4 separate regions of the Zea mays genome follow, and all the other regions are linked to region 2. Evidence: chromatin contacts called from public Hi-C data. All regions are on one chromosome and are shown on one strand. Each heading gives the region's core, a stretch centred on a gene start, on an enhancer-like site or on the middle of the called end of the contact. The rest is flanking DNA. Distances are from core to core; before and after follow the strand shown.

What was found. A called contact is a pair of places that touch in the nucleus more often than the background predicts.
Region 1: a Hi-C map of tassel shows a contact between it and region 2, with 3 times the contacts expected there. The contact joins the promoter of LOC100502532 here to the promoter of LOC118473462 in region 2. A contact is called at or near these places in 6 of 25 Hi-C or Micro-C datasets (bundle sheath, ear, leaf and 2 more).
Region 3: a Hi-C map of ear shows a contact between it and region 2, with 2.9 times the contacts expected there. The contact joins the promoter of LOC103638866 here to the promoter of LOC118473462 in region 2. A contact is called at or near these places in 3 of 25 Hi-C or Micro-C datasets (ear, root tip and tassel).
Region 4: a contact with region 2 is called in a Hi-C map of tassel, with 6 times the contacts expected there. The contact joins the promoter of LOC100274552 here to the promoter of LOC118473462 in region 2. A contact is called at or near these places in 11 of 25 Hi-C or Micro-C datasets (bundle sheath, ear, endosperm and 4 more) and 1 of 3 datasets of contacts at active chromatin or transcription factors (leaf).

Annotation. Positions count from the first base shown.
Region 1 is chr9:112,542,813-112,545,512 of Zm-B73-REFERENCE-NAM-5.0, forward strand. It overlaps LOC100502532 (chloride channel protein), which reads left to right and starts at 1,436. Exons shown (of 4, transcript NM_001398833.1): 1 at 1,436-2,171; 2 at 2,309-2,687. The coding sequence starts at 1,912.
Region 2 is chr9:112,789,450-112,792,149 of Zm-B73-REFERENCE-NAM-5.0, forward strand. LOC118473462 reads right to left here and starts at 1,408. Exons shown (of 3, transcript XM_035962842.1): 1 at 1,368-1,408. The coding sequence starts at 1,408.
Region 3 is chr9:112,917,977-112,920,676 of Zm-B73-REFERENCE-NAM-5.0, forward strand. LOC103638866 (PTI1-like tyrosine-protein kinase At3g15890) reads right to left here and starts at 1,378. Exons shown (of 1, transcript XM_020544331.1): 1 at 150-1,378. The coding sequence starts at 1,303. The coding sequence ends at 269.
Region 4 is chr9:112,649,365-112,652,064 of Zm-B73-REFERENCE-NAM-5.0, forward strand. LOC100274552 (F-box protein AFR) reads left to right here and starts at 1,254. Exons shown (of 1, transcript NM_001148907.1): 1 at 1,254-2,700. The coding sequence starts at 1,357. The coding sequence ends at 2,541. It also overlaps the pseudogene LOC100381871.

The DNA of each region.
Region 1 (2,700 bases), core at 186-2,685, 250 kb before region 2:
GTTTATTTGGTTGTTACATATACCTTTATTATGTGCATGTATGATTGTTGCTGGTTTGAATGGTCCCCTTATGTTGAAAATTTAGCTCTGTGGTATTTCCAAAACAAATAGAGTCCAATTAGAATATGAATGATATCAGAATCTATCTACTACCAATGGAAATATGCACTGTTAAGTGCACCTTGACACCTAACAGAAAATAGGGGAAGTGAGGGATGAAAAACAAATATTTATTTTGGAGATTAATTTTTTCGGTTTTTGTTATTACATATATGCAAATTTGTATTCTTGTATTTAGCATTGAGCTTGTAAAGATTTATAAAAGATAAACCACAAATTTGTCATATATCCTATCAAATGATAGATATAAAATTTGGATATAGATACAGATTTAGGTATTTTCACTTTTTTTGTTGTAGCAGGGAGCAAATAATGCATGAAACAATTTATACAAAATTTTATTCTTATTTGTAGCTTGGTAACATAGGAAAAGATAAGCATTAAATTTTATATATATCTATTTTATAAAATACTAAATTTGTCATAACAATTTAGACATGACAGAGGCCTATATTTTCTGGACAGACGCTGAGAACAAAACCCTTAACAAAAGCGCACGTACGCATCACATCTTGTTTTGTTTTCTTAAGCGACCGGAGGGTGGAGTCACTCCGAGCCTGCTGGATGTTATTCAAAAGGAAAAAAGAAAAGATGTGTGCATTACATCACCATGTTCGCCACCCAAGAAACCATAACCGAATGCAACTTGTGCATTAGAAGATTGGATCAGTAACTTTCTACGGATATATGATATCCCAACCTACGAATCATAGTCCGGTGCAGCCTCGCCCCGTTCTTATCTCCACTGGATCACTGGACTGGACTGTAAGCATCGCATACACGTATCGGCATATCGCGATCCAAATGCTTCTTCACAAAATGGTAGGTGCCTAAATAAATTTTAGTTAAAAATGAATAAAAATAAGGTCTAATCCTAATCTGATATAATCATTAAATCTTATATTGTAAAATTTAGAGCTCATTATCACCTCTAGTCATATCTCATTTCCCCCTTTTAAGGACTATTATATATGATCTCCTATGAGTTGGCTTAAATCATAGTATTGAAGTTGCCTTTGTTTGTTCGTGGTTCATCGAACTAGGAATGCAAGTGGGCAAGTGCCAAGGAACTGAGCCCATCCAGGTTCATGATCAACTGGTACTTTCCTTGCTCTCTCTCAGGGAAAAAAAACCACAGTCCGCCAGTCCATCCATAGACCATAGTCCAAAAGGCAAGGTGAGGTTGCACCTTGAGGTCGTTCTATCAATAATCAATCCATCCATAGAGGCAAGGTGAGGTTGCCAAGGGGGCAAGTGCGTGGTCACAAAAGTGAGACACCGGATGAGCTTGCTGTGTCCATTGCACTCTTCACCTGAAGTGCGAGCTGTGAACCTTGGTGACCTCCCAAGAGGCACCTCACCCCCTCAAGGCAGGGATCACATGTATTAAATTTCAAAAAAAAACTCTATTATTGGTGCCAACTGTGCTGAATTTTCTTCATCACGTAAACAAAGCACATTCTGAAAGCAAAATGTTCATGTGAGGGCTAGGACTCGGCAAGTTTAGAAATTTTCAAGCAAAAGACGCGAGAGAAGGCCAAATTCTTTTGGCCTATATGAAGTTGAGGTGTCTGAAACGAGAGATCTCATTCTCATCACTCATCAGGCTGCCTCTGTCAATGGGTCACCACTCATCCAAGCCCCCCCATCCTTGCAAGTTGTCGGTCCAGCCAGCCACATAGAGACATATAATCACATAGATAAGGCGAATTCCACGGTCCCATCCAATTGCTTGCTTCAGACTTCAGAGGCTAGAGGCAATAGTTCTCTCTCCCGGTCCCGGGGAAAGCCATGGAGGAAGAGCAGAGCCCAAGGCTGGGCCGGGATCCGGCGACCGAGCCCAGTCCTGCGCCGGAATGGCCGGATTCGGACAGCAAGAACGACGACAGTGCGAACGACCCGGAGGACCCTGCCGGCGGCAGCGGCAGCGGCAGCGGCAACGGCATCAGCTCCTTGGAGCAGCCGCTGCTCAAGCGGAGCACCACCCTGACGGCCAGCCACCTGGCCATCGTCGGCGCCAAGGTCTCCCACATCGAGAGCCTCGACTACGAGTGAGCATTCCATCTTAGCTTGTTACTACTAATACCTCCATGCTTGTCATCGTGGCTGATGATGAAGTGCGGCTGGCTCTGCTCTTGCGTCCCAAAATTGAATTGCTCTGTCTGTCTGTTCTGTTCTTGGCACGCAGGATCATCGAGAACGACCTGTTCAAGCACGACTGGCGGAGCCGCTCCAACGTCGAGGTGCTTCAGTACATCTTCCTCAAGTGGGCCATGGCGTTCCTCGTCGGCCTCCTCACCGGCGTCATCGCGTCCCTCATCAACCTCGCCATCGAGAACATCTCCGGCCTCAAGATGCTCCAGATGGTCAACCTCGTCCGCGGGAAGCGCTACTGGGCGGGCTTCCTCTACTTCGCCGGCGTCAACTTCGCGCTCACCTTCGTCGCCGCGGTGCTCTGCGTCGTCTTCGCCCCCACCGCCGCTGGCCCTGGCATCCCCGAGATCAAGGCTTATCTCAACGGCGTCGACACGCCCAACATGTTCGGCGCGCCGCAGCTCATCGTCAAGGTCAAGCCGCTTT
Region 2 (2,700 bases), core at 158-2,657:
GGGATGCAATGACGTGAACAGTGAACTGAAGTCGACAAGAGGACACAGCAAGGTCACAATGATGTCAACAAACAACCTAAATCTACCTAAATTTGTAAGGGAAAAGAAAAAGGTCTATACATCCACTATATATAGCAGCTTGAGTGTATTGTAATAATGAATTTCGTAACGAATCCCGTATCACATTAGCTTTTCTAATATACTAATATGAAGAAACTTGCACAGTACATGTTTAGTTAAAATTAAAATTGTGTTTTTTTTTGTTTTTCAGACCGAGAGAGTTTAAACCGTCCCATGCCACTATGCCAGTGACGGCATTAGCGGCCCGACAGAGCATTCATCACTCACCCTTGTGGCTGCTGCAGTACTAGTTGATGGCACAACACTAGGCTAGATGAAGGGTGCTGCTGCCGGTGCCGGCCCTCCTTGCCTCGATTTCATTGCGCGGAGGTATTTGTTAGTTATGAAAAAAGAATAGTAATAGATGATAAATAAGTACGAGAAATGATAATTTATGAAGGTAGTGAGATATACGAAGAAATTTAGGGGGAGCCGCTGAATAAGATGGAGATACAGAGAAAAAAAGTTTGCTGATGTGATAAGATAGTAGAATATAGAAAGAGAAATATAGAGAAATCGTTGAAGAGAATCTTATAGCGAATTAGGGATGAATGGGCTGAAACCCTAAACCCTGCAGCCTCGAGTCGACGGAGAGAAAGAGAATTATCTGTCGCGGCCGGTGACAGCCGGGGCGGGTTGGGTTGTGTCTTGTGTTGAACGTGGGCGCACGAGGCGGCCTGGCTGACTGCACACGGGAGAGCTGGGTCTAGGTGGCTGCCGCACTCGACTCGCACCGCCGCCTCGCGTGACGATCGGCCGCCTGATGGCGCGATAGCCTCTTGTCGGAGGCGCAATCATGGCGCGATGGCGACGCGACGACCGCCTGCTCCGCCCACTCCCAAGTCCCAACTGGCCCTGTGGCATGAAACGGGGGGGGGCTTCAATTCGCCTGCAGGCTGCACCAGGCGTGCGTGCGTGACCGGGGAGCTGCACTGCAAACTGTGCTTCTTGTCATTGTCAACGCAGAGCTGCTGTATTTATTTTATATTTATTAAAGAAGCAAATCCATTCGGTGAACGCGGCAGCACACGGGTGCACGCGCTGCCGCACAGGCGTCACCGCGTCAGTGTGGCTGGCTGTGCGTTGGGTGGGGACCCCGATCCGTGATCCCATCGCGCCCGCCGGCCGCCACCGAGGATGGATGTGCATTTGCTTTGTTTTTGATGCGGAGCACGCACGTACGTACGTACGTACTAACAAATACCTGCTCCGCACGGCTGCACTGAAGCAACGACAGCTGATACTACCTGACCAGTCCAGGGGGGGAAGGGGATGGATGGAGGTCCATGTGCGTAAGAAATGCGAGGATGACAGCCGTACGTCCAGGACACCGCATTAGCATAATCAAAGGCGCCTCAGCACACCGTAGCCGCCGTGTGCTCTGAAGGTCACGACGAGGGTCGGCCGGCCTATCCTTCGTGCAGCTAGGGAAACCATGCTACACCGTACCTCCTCCTGCCCCACAGGGGTTCATGCAAATTGCACACTAGTACTACTACTCCAGAATCCAGATAGCGCAGCCACTTGTTGCGAATCTGTGCTAACCACTCCAGATAGATGTAAACGCGCGCAGACATGAATCGCCATCGACCCACCCCACACACAGGACAGAGCAACTGGGGCGGGCATCCATCCTGCTTGCCCAACTGCTTAATAATCGGAGCCACTTGTGGTCTCAAGTTGCAGATCGCGCGCGAGGTAGTTTTGAGCACATATCCATCCACTAATGGCAGGTGCTTGGTTGCATCAGGGGGCAAGACCAATTAAGACGCATGATAGTAGGCAGTAGCTACTAGTATGATACGGTGCTTAATAATCATGACGACAGCTGCAACGGTAGACAACTAGCTAGACAAGTGTATGTCCGGATGGAATCGAGACCCCAGACCACTTGGGGTTTGGCCAGACCTGGCCAGCTGATCACGTAACCAGTTGCTGCTGCATACGGATTTTTCTTGTTTTCCCTATGGCCGCTAGCACAGCTTTTCCTAGCTAGTTGCAGGTGTTATCGGGCCAGAGCCAGATATCATATCTATCCCTGTCACGAGGCCTTGCCTGAACCCGGCCGCGACGAGTAGTGGCAGCACCGCCGGATCACGCTGGCTTCGCTTCAGCTGTTTGGTTGTTCTTGTCCGGCCGTTTTCTTTCGATCGCGAGTCATTGTTTTGCCGCCTGAATTATTCGTTCGGTCCGATCGTATTAGGGACCGGACCGGACCGGACGTACGTACGTACGTGCTGTGCCCAGCCCTCGTAACGTGACTCGTGACGTTGGTCTTGTGGTACTGGGCCTATCACGTCCTCCGGTTTCGAGCGGCGACTTGAGTGGTACTGGATCCTGTTCGGCCTCGTTAGTGGATGGCTTGGCCCACCGAGTCCTGTTTCCTAGTTCGCTAACCACAAACTTACCTACTACACCGTTGCTAGTCTACCTCCCTCCAGCAGCTTTATTCATTTTTTCCCTCTATTTTAAGTTTCACTCTATAATACTCTCTCCGTCCTAAATTAAAATTCGTTTTTACGTTTTTAGTAGAATCATACAATAACAAATGTATGTGTTCTATTTATGTGCATAGATTTA
Region 3 (2,700 bases), core at 128-2,627, 130 kb after region 2:
GCCATGGATGGAAGCGTGAGCTTGCGACCTGGCGTGATTGACGGGCAGCGACAGGCAGAACACGGTGCACGGGTGTGGACGCCTACAATAAGGACTTATAGAGTAGTAAAGATATACATATTCATACTACTGGAAAACATAACTTAACTTTTAGCATATAAAAGAAGAGTCTCTAAAAATAAAAATAAAATATTCAACAGAATGAATACAATTAAGACAGGTTTGCCCCCAACAAAATGAATACAACATTCACGTACGTACTAGTACATTAGATCTTGATAGCATTAGCATTTCCGGAGAACCTCTTGACATACGGGTCTTGCATGGTCTGCACTGGCATGGCGCCAAACGCCCCGAAGTTCATGCTACTTTTGTCATCTATCAATGAATACTCCTCCACCTCATCGTCGTCGTCTTCTTCCTCCTGCTCATCCTCGTCCCCGTCCTCGGGCTCGCCGTAGTACGAGGTACTCTTGTCCATCTCCATGAGGCGGTCCGCGTACTTGACGCTCTCCATCCTCACCGGCAACTGCTGCAGGTCTCCTTTGCTACCACCACGCCCCACCATGGCAGCGGCGGGCGCGCCGGCGTTATTATCTCCGCGCAGGATGCGGACGACGGTCTTCATGTCCGGGCGGCGGTCGGGCTCGCCCTGCACGCAGAGCGCGGCGCACTCGACGGCGCGCGCGAGCTGCGCGGCGTCGAAGGCGCCCCGGAGGCGCGGGTCGACGAGGTCCCCGAGGCGGCCGCGCGCGATGAGCGGCTCGGCCCACTCGGTGATGGTGCGCTTGGCTCCCGACGGCAGGCGCTCGATGGGCTTCCTGCCGGAGACGAGCTCGAGCAGGAGGATGCCGAAGCTGTAGACGTCGCATGCGCCGGAGACCTTGCCCCACATGGCGTACTCGGGCGCCAGGTAGCCCAGCGTGCCCTTGACGCGGGTGGTCATGTGCGAGACCCCCTCCGGCACGAGCTTGGCGAAGCCGAAGTCCGCGACGAGCGGCGCGAAGTCGGAGTCGAGCAGGACGTTGCTGGCCTTGATGTCCCGGTGGATGATGTGCGGCGCCACCTCGTGGTGCAGGTACACGAGCCCCTCGGCCGAGCCGACGGCCACGGCGACGCGGCGCTTCCAGTCGAGCCGGACCTCGCCGGCGAACTGGCCGTGGAGGTGCGATAGGAGGCTGAGGTTGGGCATGTAGTCGTAGACGATCATGCGCTGGTCGGCCCCGGCGCAGTAGCCGCGCAGGCCGAGCAGGTTCTTGTGGCGCACGCGGGCCAGCACCTCCACCTCCACCGCGAACTCCATCTCCGCCTTGGAGTTGTTGGTGGCCTTGAGCTTCTTCACGGCGATCTGCGTGCATGCATATGGGAGGGAATGTGATTATGGGTCGGTCGTCGGTTAATTCGTCACAGCAGCCACAGGATATATGCATGCTCATGCTGTGACCGTCACCTGGAGGCCATCGGATGTCTTGCCCCAATAGACGCTGCCGAAGCCTCCCTCGCCGAGCTTGTTCTCCTCGCTGAAGCCGTTGGTGGCGGCGTGCAGCTCCTTGTAGCTGAATATCCTCCACGTGCTGCTCATGGTCGTCGAAGCGCTCACACACCTAAACAATTGAAAAGCCACCCCCACCCAGCACAACAAGGTAATAAACCGCCTGCGCCTGATGATGAAATATAATCGCACGTATATAGAACACACTGCATGCACCGTACGTACGTACCCTTGCTCGACCTTCTCGGAACCGCAGCAGGAGCTCAGCGACGAGCCCATGGCGCCGGCCGGCCGGACGAACGATCGATGCACACGGACGTCACGTCGCCCTTGGACCCCTCTCCAACGACGATCGAGGTGTGTGTGTCACGCTCTCGCTCGCTCGTTTTTTTGTCACTCACACGTACGCGGGCACTGATCTAACAACCTGAACAGAGCTTGAAGGCTACTTGGGTCGCCGTGTGAGCGAACGAAGGGTGGAGTGGTGAAGACATAATAAAGGGGCCAAATACTAGTACTACGACTACTACCTGTGCTTCATGCAGTTGGCAGATCTCACAGACACAACCGTCCATGGCCGGCGGGCGGAGACCCTAATGCACCATTTGTTGAATCGTGCCAGCACTCCCGCGGTTTTTTGCCGATAAAATAACTGGGCTCCGATCCAGTCCTAGCTCGCGCTGGGCAGACCTGGTTTGGACGTTCTAGTGCGAGGGAAAGAGAACAAGTGCCACGTGGTGCAACGGAAACTGGGCGCGGCGCGGTCAAATACGCTGGGAACCAGTCAAACGTCTCGGCAACGGAAGCCGGGATAAATGGGAGCGTCGTGAGTTGAGTCGTGACCCGAGGAATCCACATGGGCCTCCACACGGCGTACTCTAAAATGGGCTGCCAGGCGACTGGCCGCGCAAGGATACGGCCTATGAGGGCCCATGCATGCATGCATGCACCCATGATGGGAAGTTTTGCTTACGGACACACAGTTTGGACACCGTCAACTCAGAAATTGACCGAGTAGCATTATCAAATTAAGGTCCTTTGTCCCAAAAAAATGGTTTATTACTGTTATGAAATTAAGGCACTTTCTAGTGACACATCTATCTACTTTTTTTAAATTATTTCTCGTATTCGCGAAAAGAGAAGGTAGGACACATGGTTTTCCGGCCCTCTGTCGTTAACATTCGATTGTTCAGGAAATTAGCCTTTGT
Region 4 (2,700 bases), core at 4-2,503, 140 kb before region 2:
AAACAAAAAGAAAAACAAAGCAAAGCATATAACCCGAACAATCTGATGAGGAAGAGGGCATGTGACTCACCTTCATAGCTTGAAGGACAGAAGTCACGCTGCTGAAGAGGCGCCAATCTGGTCTGAGCGAGCGGCTCCTGCCACAGGCGCGCTCGGTCGGCGGCGCCCTGCAGGTGAAGCGGGAGGCCATGGTCCGCCACTACAGAGCGTATGCGGGCAACGTAGGGGAAAGGTGCGGACGATGCAGTTGGCTTTCATCGCCATCTATGGCCAACAGGAAGTGCTATTCCTCGCTCGCTGGCTGGCGCCACGGGCACCGCCGCCTGCGGGAGCCTGACGCCGGCGCGCGCGGAGGACACGAGGCGGACAAGGTCACTCTCAGCGTGCCGCTGGGCGCCCGCCGTGTCGCACAGCCAGAGTGCGCCGTGGCCGCACCTTAGGTCGAGCAGCGCCTCCAGGAACGCACCGTGCGCGTCGGCGAGGGCGAGGAGGAGTCCGCGGCGTCGCTGTCGCTGGCGTTGGGTGGCGCGGGGCTCCGGTATCGGCCTACCCTGGGGGCTGGGGCACTGCGTTGGCTGCATGGGATGTCGGCACGCACCTACACCGCCCCGCGCCTGATCATCTCCACCCACCCACCATCGTCGCGCGATGCTCGATCTGCTGGCCCCCGCTGGGCTGCACGCGCGAGCACCCCGCGCTGGGCTGCCTCCCCGAGCGCGGCACCGCCTCGGCTCGAGTGGCTGCGCGCTCCCGCCTCGGATCGCAGTGTCCCGTAAAGACGAGGCAAGCGATCCCCCGCCCCCACCACGCGCGGCGCGCATGCCGCATGCGCGCCCCGTCCTCAACCCGCGCGCCCCCTGTCTGTGCACTGCACGCCCGATCGCAGCACCAGACTCCCGGCGCACATGCGCACGCGCGCGCCTGCCGCTCCTCCGATACGTTCTCTCTGCTGCTGCGCACACTGGCACAGCGCGCGCTGTCCGCGGATACGCTCTGCCGAGAGAGGCCTCCAGCGCCGACACCGCCATGTTAGCCATGTCCTCCGGCGCCGCAGCACTTGCCACCAGTCACCATGGCCCCGCCTCACCCAACCTCTCGCCATCGAACCATCGTTACCGGTGAGATCGGTGCCTCGGACAGCCTGCGCGTCCAGGGTCCAAACCCTCACGCTCACACACCGACCCACCCACCTCTATAAATTCCCGCCGACCCCGCTTCCCTTCCATTCCCCATCAGAGATCTCTCCCCATCACCAAGCCGAACCGAGACCGAGAGAGCTTCCCCACACCCACAGCGGGGTGCAGCGGATCGCGCCAAATTCGACCGAACAATCGCGCGCCACTCGGCCCCGCCACTATGAGCTTCTCGTCCATGAGCAAACAGCAGGTGCTGGACGCCGGTGACGGGGAGGGGGAAGAGGTCGTGGAGCTTATCCCGGGCCTGCCGGAAGAGGTGGCCGAGAAGTGCCTCCTCCACCTGCCCTTCCTCTACCACCGTCTCTTCCGCACCGTCTCCTCCACCTGGAACCGCTTCCTCACCGACTCCCCTGCCAAGCCGCTGCTGTTCACTCCCGCGGAGGGGGCGGGGGCTGGCGCGGGGAGCGCAGCCATGGGCTCGTTGTCCTTATCGCTGCCCTTCCTCTTCGCCTTCGCGTTTGACCCTGTGTCGCGACGCCTCCAGTGCCAGGCGCTCGACCCTTTCTCGAGGAGGTGGCTCCTGCTCCCGCCGGTGCCCGGCGGCGCCGCGGCCGGGTCGTTTGCGGTGGTGGGGCTCCCCCGCCGCGGCGAGATCTACGTGATTGGGGGCGTCGAGGAGGGCAGCGACAAGGCGGTGACGAGCGTGGCCGTGTACAGCGCCGCGCGGAACGGATGGGAGGAGGCGGCGGCGATGCGGACGCCCCGCGGGTACATGGCGGCTGGGGAGGTGGGAGGGCGGGTGGTGGTGGCCGGGGAGGACGGCGAGGCCGAGGTGTTCGACCCGGATGCCGGGCGGTGGTCGCCGGCTGCGCCGCGCCGGGGCGCGGCGGTGGCGTGGTACGACGCGGCGGCGGCGGGTGGGAAGCTGTACGTGACGGAGGGGTGGGCGTGGCCGTTCGAGCGCGCGCCGCGCGGCGCCGTGTACGACTCCGCCACGGACTCGTGGTGCGAGATGGCGCGCGGGATGCGGGAGGGGTGGACGGGCTCTTGCGCCGTCGCCGGCGGCCGGATGTACATCGTGGCGGAGTACGGGGAGTGGCGGCTGAAGCAGTACGACGAGGCCCGGGACGAGTGGCGGATGGTGGCCGGCAGCGGGGTGCCCCCCGAGGTGCGCCGGCCACACGTCGTCGCCGGGGAGATCGGGGAGGTCGCCGGTGGGAGGCGAAGGATATACGTTGTTGGCGCCGGGCTGGACGTCGCCGTGGGCACTGTTTCGGCCTCAGACACCGCCGCGGCACCCGGCGTCCACGGCGTCGAGGAGGAAGTGGTGGAGTGGGAGGTGGTCAAGGGCCCCACCGAGTTCGTCGGGCTCGCGCCCTGCAACGCACAGGTCCTCTACGCATGACCCAGCCTTCGGGTAGAACAAACATCTGCATCGCCGAACCAAGACGTTTCGGCCCACTCCGCGCACCCACACGGGTCCACAAGCCCCGAGCCACATCACGTCGCCCCTGGCTGGTCCACATGTCAGTGAAACTTGACTGCTCCAGCGTCTCGCCGGCAG